2 separate regions of the Sus scrofa genome follow, and region 2 is linked to region 1. A link is a contact called in public HiChIP or PLAC-seq data. All regions are on one chromosome and are shown on one strand. Each heading gives the region's core, a stretch centred on a gene start, on an enhancer-like site or on the middle of the called end of the contact. The rest is flanking DNA. Distances are from core to core; before and after follow the strand shown.

Region 1 (5,392 bases), core at 1,591-4,090:
GCCAAATGAGATATATTGTTGAGTGATCTTATGAGCCTTCTGAGTTGGCCTTGAGCCCCCCTTCCTGTCACTGTCTCCTGAGCATGTCCCGTGTTTCCCTGCTTGCTGGTGGTGAGGTGGGAGGACCAGCCCTGCCTGCCCATGGGACTTTGCCAACCTGAGCTGTCCCTGATCACTTTACCCAGGTTGTTCCTGTTTTTGCTCTTGGTCCTGTGTTCACCTTTCAGAGCACCAGCATCTGGAGAGTTCTTCCAGTGGCCAACCTCAGGAGCAGATAGCACGGCTTGCTCTAGCTTTGTTCTGGTTCCACGTGGGAAGTGTAGGCCATTGCTAAGTACAAATCACAGTTTTATTTATGTATGTATTTATTTATTTTTTAGGGCTGCACTGTGGCATATGTGCCTACACCACAGCCACAGCAACTCAGGATACGAGCCATGACTGCAACCTACACCACAGCTTGTGGCAACACTGGATCCTTAACCCACTGAGCAAGGCCAGGGATCAAACCTATGTCCTCATGGATGCTAGTCAGATTTGTTTCCAGTGAACCACGACGGGAACTCATTTTTTTTTTTTTTTTTTAATAGCCACACCTTCAGCACATGGAAGTTCCTGGGCTAGGAATCAAATCAGAGCTACAGTTGGGGCCTACGCCACAGCCATATCAACACAGGATCCAAGCCGTATCTGAAGCCTACACCACAGCTTGTGGCAATCACCAGATTCTTAACCCACTGAATGAGGCCAGGGGCCAAACCCACATCCTCACAGACACTATGTCAGATTCTTAACCCACTACGCCACAATGGGAACTGTGGGAAGCACATCTTAGTTCACATGTCTGAACGAAAGTCCGAGAGCCATCCAGGAGAAATGTTGGGGACTCTCCCAAGCCAGAGAGCCAATGTGAGTAACAGCTAAGTTGGGAGATGCCAGACCATGGGGACCTTGTTTGCCAACTTAAAAAGTTAGAATTATGTTCCCCAAGGAAGAGGAAGTGGGGTGGACTCTGAAAGGTTTTTAAGCAAGGCATGGTATGCTTAGCACACTCAGCTGCACTGTGAGGGGGCATTTAAGGGAAGTGGACCAGAGTCCAGAGAACTTGTTGAGTGAAAGAGATGGGCCCTGACCTCAGGGAGCCTCCTAGGCCCTCTCTACCTTGGGGTACCAGCCTTACCAGAACTAGCATTGTCTTGGATTAGACTTTTTCAAGATGGCACAGGGGAGATGAGGGCTTTGGAATCAGGAAGATGTTAGAGGCACATGTCGATTGTGCCACTTTTGACCTTTGGCAGATCCTCTGACATTATCTGTAAAATGAGGATGATACCTTTCACGGTTGTTGTGTAGAATAAAATTCCTGGATTGAGTGCTAGATGGAAGGATGGTATTTGGGAGGCAGCCTCACTGCTTACTTGTTGCTGCTGTTTTTCTTCCCATGTTGACCCTATTAAGTAGACAACTGAGGACACTTAGGTCCAGAATAATTAAGTGACTTGCTTAAAATAATAAAACTATTAATTAAAGCATGGACTAGATTTTAAGCTACTCCCAGCTGGACTGCCTTTATTAGTTCATTGCCGTAAGAATTACCTGGCTTGGGACTTGCTGTCATGATTCAGCGGTAACGAACCTGACTAGGATCCATGAGAATGCAGGTTCAATCCCTGGCCTCCATCAGTGGGTTAAAGGATCCCGAGTTGCCATGAGCTGTGGTGAAGCTCGGATCCTGCCGTCTAGGCCAGCAGCTGTAGCTCCCATTTGACCCCTAGCCTGGGAACTTCCATATGCCGAAAGTGCAGCCCTAAAAAGCAAAAAATAAAAGAAGAATCACCTGGCTCTTCATTTCTTCCTTCCTTCCTTCCTTTATTGGCCACCCCACAGCATATGGAGTTACCAGGCCAGGGATCAGATCGGAGCCACAGTCATGACCTAAGCCACACTTGGGCAATGCTGGATCCTTAACGCACTGCACTGGGCCAGGGAGCAAACCTGCGTCCTAGTGCTCTGAAGACACTGCCAGTCAGTTTTTCACCATAGCAGGAATTCCTGGCTCTTCATTTCTCTTTGAAAATTGGCCCAGCCTAGGTTTAAAACTGTCCTAGACCGGAAGGCCGTATCCTAGACCAGTTGCAGGGAAGGCTGTGAACAGAGTTGGCAGGCTCCTGAAGGGAGACTGCCTTAGTAAGGAAGATGGGGGCCCGTGGGTTTGGGGAGGCAGCCAGCAGGCCACCTCGGTATCTCCCTGAAACTTCCCAAATTGACTTGAAGACACTGAGTACCTCTGGGGTTTTCACACCACTAGGGGGCATTAGGGAGGTTTGGAATGGGGCTTGGCTGTTGGGATGATCATTTACAATTTACAGAAAGTGCAAAAACACTTGTTTTCCTCCTTGACTGCTGGTTCAAGGTGGATCAGTCAAGGTGGATTTACTTACCCCTCAGGAGTTGCTGTCCTTTGGGGATTGGAGTCAGGGGTTCATAAAACCAGTGAGGTGTAGTTTGAGGTGACTGGCCCAGCCGGTGCCAGTTAGAGGCCTATCAGGTGACTCAGATTTCATCCCAGCTTCACTGCTAATAAGTACTTGGTGATCCTGAAAGAATTCACCTCTACCCCCCACCATTTTCCTCACCCTTTACACTGAGGGAGTTGGCCCCTCAAAGACCCTTCTGGCTCTGACTCAGAATCCAAACTGCACAGCTTATGAACTAATCTCCAGCGGGCACAGGTGGGGGTTGCTTGCTGCTTGGCTTGCTGTGGATCTGGGGATGGAGCTGCTTGCCCTTGCCCTAGTAGACAGCCTGTTAGCCTGTACAGGAAGGCTGTGTTTCATGAGGCACTGGTGCATAGTACAGCTTGAGAAATGAGGCCATCAGGGGTGTGTCCAGGTCAGCAGCCTTCACTAGGCAGAAGCCTCCAGAACTAAAGGGTTTTTTTCTTGCTGCAAGTCATTGGAAGGGGAGTATTTTCCCCCAGGGATGAACTAGAAAGCATGAGTTCATGGTTGCTGGAGCTCACCCACCCCAGGAGGCGGGGGTAGAAACCTGCTCACATCCCAGGGTCCCTGATCTTACACAGGGACCTACGGTCCAACAAGGAGCCTGTGACGCTGATTTCCGCAGCCTGCCAGGCAGCAGCATCCAGGGTGTCTTCTGTTGTATCATTTTCTGAAATGCCAGGCGCTAAAGTGACTGCTGTGTGGTCTGTGATCACCTTCCAGCTTCAAGATTACACTTTAGTTGTAAGAATATGAACATTCCTCATGTTTTATTTTGTAATTGAATTGTGTCTGTGGCTTTTCATGGCAAAGAGAAGCTCTCTGCCAAGAAGCCTGCTGGAGTCACAAGCCTCCTCCTGTGCTATACCTGCAGCAGGGGGGTTTGGGAAATGCTGTCAGATAAAGAGGTGTAAAGGGGACTGCTACCTCCTATAACCACGTCCATAGAAGCTCAGTTTATCCGTCATCATTCAGCCTCAAGCCCTTCTTTGTCTTCACCCATCAGTCAGGAGCCTCTTACTGTCCCTAATGTGCCTCTAACTCTGCTTCTCTCAGGCTATGCCCAACATGGACCATACGGCTCTCAAATTATGTGGTTTAATTCCAAAACAGTTATGCTTTTTTCTCATTTTTTAAAGTTTTATTGAAGTATAGTTGATTTACAATGTTGTGAAAATTTCTGCTCTACAACAAAATGATTCAGTTATACACATAAACATATCTGTTCCTATTCAGATTCTTTTCACGTATAGGTTATCCCAGAACATTGGGTAGAGTTCCCGTGCTATATGACAGGTCCCCGTTGACCATCCATCCCATAAACAATAGTGCACACATGCCAATCCCAAATCCTCAATGTGCCCCCCCCACCTGTTCACTTTGGTAACAGTAAGTTTGTTTTCAAAGTCTGTGAGTCTGATTCTGTTTTGTAAATAAGTTCATTTATAACCTTTTTAAAATTAGATTCCATATGTAAGTGATATCAAATGATGTTTGTCTTTCTCTGATTTCATTTAGTATGATAATCTCTAGGTCCATCTGTGTTGCTGCAAATGGCATTATTTTGTTCTTTTTTATGGCTATGTAGTAGTCTAGTGTATAAATATGTACCGCATCTTCTTTTTCCAGTCCTCTGATGGACATATACGTTGCTTGCATGTCTTGGCTATTGCAAATAGTGTTGTAATGAACATGGGTGCATGTATCATTTTGAATTATGTTTTTTTCTGGATATATGCCCAGGAGTGGGATTGCTAGATCATAGGGTAGTTCTATTTTTAGTTTTTGAGAAACCTCCATGTTGTTTTTCCAGAGGTTGTACCAGTTTACATTACCACCAACCACGCAGAAGGTTTCCCTTTTCTCTGCACCCTCTCCAACATTTATTATTTGTAGATTTTTGGTAATGGCCACTCTGACTGTGTGAGGTGATATCTCATTTTAGTTTTAATTTGAATTTCCCTGATAATTAGCAGTGTTGATATCTTTTCATGTGCTTTTTGGCCATCTGTATGCCTTCTTTGAAGAAATATCTGTTTAGGTCTTCTGCCCATTTTTTTATTTTTTTTGGGGGGGAGGATATTGAACTGCTTGAGTTGTTTGTGTATTTTTGGATATTATTCCTTGCCGGTTGCTTCATTTACAAATATTTTCCCCCATTATGTGGGTTGCCTTTTCATGTTGTTTATGGTTTCCTTTGTTGTGCAAAAGCTTTTGAGTTTAATTAGGTCCCATTTGTTTATTTTTGTTTTTCTTTTTTAAAAAATTTTTGAATTATAGTTGACTTATAATGTTCTGTCAATTTCTGCTATACAGCAAAGTGACTCAGTTGTGTGTGTGTGTGTATGTGTATACACATACATTCTTTTTTTCACATTATCCTCCATCTTGTGCTGTCTTGTGATCAGCTATAGTTCCTTGGAATGTACAGCAGAATTTCATTGCTTTTTCATTCCAAATGTAATAGTTTGCATCTCTAACCCCCTCCCCTGTTCTCCATGTCCGTGAGTTTGTCTCTTTTCAGTAAATAGATTCATTTGTGCCATATATTCAAGTCCAGATACAAGTAATATCATATGGTATTTGTCTTCTCCTTCCAACTTACTTCACTTAGTATGTGAGTCTCTAGTTCCATCCACGTTGCCGCAAATGGCATTATTTTATTCTTTTTTATGGCTGAGTAGTATTCCATTGTGTATATGTACCACATCTTCTTAATCCATTCATCTGTGGGTGGACATTTAGTTTGTTGCCATGTCTTGGCTATTGTGAATAGTGCTGCAGTGAATATATGGGTGCATGTATCATTTTCATTGTAGGCTTTGTCTGGATATATGCCCAGGAATGGGATTGCTGGGTCATATGGTAGTTCTATATTTAGTTTTCTGATG
Region 2 (5,344 bases), core at 2,354-4,853, 210 kb before region 1:
TATGTGTTGGTGGCCAGGTTGGCCTGTCAGGTCCCTCCATGAGAAGATATGCTGAATCACTGCTTCCTCAGCAGTGACTCCTAGCTCTGGTGGTGCTGTATATGCTGTCCCAGGCCCTGCCACTTACCAACCTAATGCAGCAGGACACCGACTTGATTCTGTCTTTTTAAAAAATTTTTTAATTAAAAAAAAATTTTTGGCCATGCCGTCAGCATGCACAAATTCCAGGGCAAAGGATCGAACCTATGCCACAGCAGCAACCCAAGCCAGCGACAACACCAGATCCTTAACCCACTGAGCCAACAGGGAATTCCTTGCCTTTTTTTTTTTTTAAATCACGCGTTCATCTTGCTAGTTTCATGTCAATTCCCCAGTTTTAAAATGAATAAATTATTTGGTACTCATCTTTATAAGATCTCTCATACCCATTCTCTTTCCAAAAAGGAAACAAAAATTCTTAAATTCGAAAAGGAAAGTAGGCAAGTACCTTGAGTATGTGAACCATTTTTATTCCTCATCAGAAATGTTCTCTGGGAGTTCCCGTCATGGCTCAGTGGTTAACAAATCCGACTAGGAACCATGAGGGTTCAATCACTGGCCTTGCTCAGTGGGTTGGCGATCTGGCGTTGTCGTGAGCTGTGTTGTAGGTCACAGACACAGTTCGGATCTGGCATTGCTGGGGCTCTGGTGTAGGCCGGTGGCTACAGCTCCGATTCAACCCCTGGCCTGGGAATCTCCATATGCCACAGGAGCAGCCCTAGAAAAGGCAAAAAGTCAAAAAGAAAAAAAAACGTTCTCTGTACATTTAAAAAATGTTTTTGGTCTTTTTCTAGGGCCATACCCATGGCATGTGGAAGTTCCCAGGCTAGGGGGTCAAATCGGAGCTGTAGCTGCCGGCCTACACCACAGCCACAGCAACCTGGGATCTGAGCTGTGTCTGTGACCTACACCACAGCTCACAACAACACTGGATCCTTAACCCACTGAGAGAGGCCAGGGATCGAACCCACAACCTCATGGTTCCTAGTCGGATTCGTTAACTACTGAGCCACGACAGGAACTCCTCTGTACATTTAAAAAAAAAAAAAATGAGTTCCCATCATGGCTCATCAATTAATGAATCTGACTAGCATCCATGAGGACACAGGTTCAATCCCTGGCCTTGCTCAGTGGATTAAGGATCCGGCATTGCTGTGAGCTGTGGTATGGGCTGCAGATGTGGCTCAGATCTGGCGTTGCTGTGGCTACAGCTCCTATTTGACCCCTAGCCTGGGAACCTCTATATGCTGCAGGTGCGGCCCTAAAAAGCAAAAAAAGAAAGGTTCTCTATACATTGATGTGACCAGACAGTGATTCTGACTTTGAAAGAGGGGTTGGCTTCCTGGCTTCTGCGATGCAGCCTTCTGTGTCCAGAACTGCAGGCCTGGCAGTTCATTCGTTGCTCTTTCCTTTCACCTGAAGCAGTATTTCCCATTGTTGATAGCACTTTTCTCTCTCCTGCCTTCTCTGTCCCACCTGTCCTTGTCTTGATCGTGTTTTTAAAATAAGCAGCCATTCTTTGGCAGGTCAGGACTAATATTAGGGCAGGGAGGGGCAAGCACATGATTTTAGATGTGTGGTTTTTAGGGAGTGCAGGGCACCCCTGCATCTTTATATCTTAATCAGGTGCTTGCTTCTTCTGTTTAATATGGAAATAAGACTCCTGAGCCAATCACATGCGGGTGGAAAATGGTTTGTTTTACTGTTATTTACTGTACCTGAGTGAATTATCTCTCCATGTTCAAAATATTTCATCTGTTAAATACCTTTCAAGGGTAGCAAGGATGTTTTATTTGAAGAGTCTGTGGGAGGGAAAGAAACATCCCTAATATGTGTCATTGACCCAACCCCAATTTCCATGGCCGAGTCAGACCCTGTACTCTGTGTCATTCCTTCTTTTTTTTGGTCTCTCTTTTTTTTTTTTTTTGTCTTTGTTATTGTTGTTGTTGTTGTTGTTGCTATTTCTTGGGCCGCTCCCGCGGCATATGGAGGTTCCCAGGCTAGGGGTCAAATCAGAGCTGTAGCCACCGGCCTATGCCAGAGCCACAGCAACGCGGGATCCGAGCCGCGTCTGCAACCTACACCACAGCTCACGGCAACGCCAGATCATTAACCCACTGAGCAAGGGCAGGGACCGAACCCGCAACCTCATGGTTCCTAGTCAGATTCGTTAACCACTGCGCCACAACAGGAACTCCTGTGTCATTCCTTCTTAACCAGAACCATCTGGGTGTATCAGATTGAATTTGGGAAAATGGGCTCCTTTAGGGGCCTAATGATGGAAATATTATAAATACTCTTTAATTATCCTCCAGATTAATTAGCAGAAGTTGTGGGGTGCCCCATCCCAAAGTGCAGTCAGCTTCTGGCCTGTTCGCTATTCCATCCTTCTGGGGCAGTGTGGTTCAGTGGGAAAGTGTGTAAGGTGAGCAATAGGGAGTCAGATCTTTCCCACACAAACTGGGTGCTCACCAGAGTAGGTGCACCCAGAGCTCTGTCCAGGCTGCATCATATGCATAGAGACCCCTCCCCACAGCTTGTCAACCTGATCACAGTGCACTGTGTCTCACACTGAACATAGCAAGTGTGGAAGTATGTAAGAGCTGTGGTTGGCTAATCGGCATGGTGTTAGGCTCTGCAGACATTCAAACATCAGTTTTAAAGCTTACTGTTTTGGAGCCAGTCAATTTATTTCCTTCTCAGTCATTTCTGTAGGTTCCTAAAGAGTTGGAGTGCCCTGGATGCTGTGCCTTGAGGTGAGTGAACAAAGGGCCTTGGGGGCTTGAGAAGCCAGAGGGGTGCTGCCCCGTGAGGCTGGCAGGTGCCGGGCGCTCCGGGCAGCTCCTCCTGGCTTCACAATGGGGCCCAGGCGGTGGGCAGTCAGGCTGGTGGGCATGAGAGAAGGAGTCCCAGAACCAAATGCTGCTCTCAGGGTAGAGGTCCAGCTTCTCACATTGATGAAATCATCTCTTTCACCACCTTTATCTTCTTCCCACAATCTCTCCTCTCTGCTTTAAGCTCTGTTCTAAAGCAGAGCCCCTGAGGAGAAATGGACCCGGCACAGGTTATCTTCAAAGGGCAGCTACTGTGGGTCATGGGTCATAAGTGAGCCAGTGGATGGGCCACCCTCAGGGCAGGTAAGCACCCAGTTCAGTCAGCTCTCACTTGGCAGGGGCTGGCCAGGGTGGTATGGTTCATCCACAGTTGTCCCTTCAGCTCTGGAGGGGCTGCATGATGGCCTCTGATGTAACAGCTGACTCATGAAAGAATGTTCTGGTCCACCATTTACTTGTCTCATTACCTCCCTTGCTCCCAGATGTGTCCCAAAGTTACGACCCTGTTGACTTTACTGTAACCATGTTGTCCTGGTCTGACCAATGCATTTGGCAGAAGCCACCAGGGCTCAGAGCACTCAGTGGGAAAGGGACCTGGAAATCTGGCAGCTCTTGGTCATTTACTCTCATCTGCACCACAAACTGGGGCCTTGGAACAGGGCTCTGATGCTGTCAGCACAGCGAGCAGTGACTAATTAAGACACAACCACATTAGTCACGTTGGAGGTGACAACTGAGCAGCATGTTTCGGGTTCCTGTCTGAGAGATCCTGACACACTTTTCAATTATGTGGAACTAATAGTGTGCGGCTTCCACGCAGCCATGTCAGCAGGAGAGAAGGGGGTCTGAAATGAAAGCATGACTCACTGTGGCTCCTCACTCACTTCTTGGCACTTCCTATTGAAAATTACAAAAGGTGACACCAGGGGAACCAGCATCAGGGTGTCTTTCAGAAGGGTGTTATAAGATGACTCTGAGTGACACAGGAGCCCGGTCCTTTCAATAGGTGCACCTTGCGAACCCCAGCGTTGGCTAGTTCCAGCCTCCCTGTTCTCAAGGCGCACTCTCGTCTGGCCGCCATCAGAGCCTGGCACAGCCAAGCAGGGAGAAGCACGAAGACCCAGGAGAACCGAAACACTGTAGCCATGAGGAAAACAGGAATGTTTCCTCCACACATAATCCCAACCAAATTAGGGAATGTTGCTGAAATAGCTTTCCTTTTTGTTTCCCCTAGGGCCTCAACACAACAATTTTATGAACAAACCAGACTAGTACAGTGCATTTTTATGTTCCTGAGCTAGAGCCGAAGATTCCTTTCTTTCTCTCGTGGCTTGTGAGATCCCTAAGTTGTGTCTCTTCCATGACGAGAAAATGCTCTTGCAGGTGTGCAGATGTCAGGCTGTCGGGGTCAATAGAAAGGACAGAGCTACTTGCATTTTTTTTTTTTTTCTCTTTCGTAACTGGAGAGTGACATCATGCAGGGCTGATGGCATGATGCCCAAGCACACTGGCTGCCTGTCCTCGTCTCCTCTTAGCTCTCCTGCAGCAAACCTGCCACCACGGGGCCAAGCCATGCTCTGGTGGAGAAGGACCCCAGCCTTGTCCTTCCTGCGGCGTTCTTTCCATCTGCACTACCACTGGGGAAATCCTCTCGTGTCCACATCTGCCTTCTGAGATACACAAGCAGGGTTTGCCTTCTAAGCGGCCCATGGTGTTGCATACGTGCATACACCCCAGCCTGGATGCCCCTTTCTACCTCACTGGGTGATCTTGATCAAGTCTCCCTCACTCTACCAGGTGTGGCACACTGAGCGCATGCAGGTGCCACCTACCTCTGGACTCCGTTCCTCTGTTATCAAGGGGCCAAATTTGATTTGTGCTGTAAACACTGAGCCTAAGGACTCAAAGGAGCCATCCAACTCCTACTGCAGTACCCTTCTTATCTGTCTTGAAAATTGGGGGCAGAGTTCCCAATATGGCTCAACAGTAATGAACCTGCCTAGTATCCATGAGGATGTGGGTTCAATACCTGGCCTTCCTCAGTGGGTTAAGGATCTGGCGTTGCCAAGAGCGGTGGTATAGGTTGAAAACATGGCTTGGATCACACATTGCTGTGGCTGTGGCATAGGCTGGTAGCTGTAACTCCAATTCAAACCCTAGCCTGGGAACTTCCATATGCCATGGGTGTGGCCTTAAAAAGACAAAAGAAAGAAAAGAAAATTGAGAGTTAGTTTAAGAGTTTGCTTAGAAGTTCCTGTCGTGGTACAGCAGAAATGAATCCGACTGGGAACCATGAGGTTGCGGGTTCAATCCCTGTCCTTGCTCAGTAGGTTAAGGATCTGGCATTGCTGTGAGCTATGGTGTAGGTTGCAGACATGGCTTGAATGCTGAATTGCTGTGGCTGTGGCCTAGGCTGGCAGCTGTAGCTCTGATTGGACCCCTAGTCTGGGAACCTCCATATGCCACAGGTG

Evidence for each region. HiChIP or PLAC-seq counts read pairs in DNA pulled down with a chosen protein or histone mark.
Region 2: an H3K27ac HiChIP or PLAC-seq map of alveolar macrophages shows a contact between it and region 1. The contact joins two enhancer-like sites. A contact is called at or near these places in 5 of 47 Hi-C or Micro-C datasets (alveolar macrophages, embryonic fibroblasts, liver and 1 more) and 1 of 2 datasets of contacts at active chromatin or transcription factors (alveolar macrophages).

What each region holds. Positions count from the first base shown.
Region 1 is chr13:34,988,324-34,993,715 of Sscrofa11.1, reverse strand. All of the region lies in intron 1 of LOC100153598 (store-operated calcium entry regulator STIMATE), which reads left to right. Among named protein-coding and RNA genes, the nearest start is that of ITIH4, 47 kb to the right of the region's middle. Within about 2 kb of position 2,840, at least 8 of the 83 cell types and tissues checked have an H3K27ac peak or open chromatin away from gene starts, as enhancers often do. A contact at or near this core is called in alveolar macrophages and skeletal muscle, where this site is marked.
Region 2 is chr13:35,202,575-35,207,918 of Sscrofa11.1, reverse strand. The region is part of intron 13 of RFT1 (protein RFT1 homolog); the gene reads left to right. Among named protein-coding and RNA genes, the nearest start is that of SFMBT1, 24 kb to the right of the region's middle. Within about 2 kb of position 3,603, at least 15 of the 83 cell types and tissues checked have an H3K27ac peak or open chromatin away from gene starts, as enhancers often do. A contact at or near this core is called in alveolar macrophages and skeletal muscle, where this site is marked.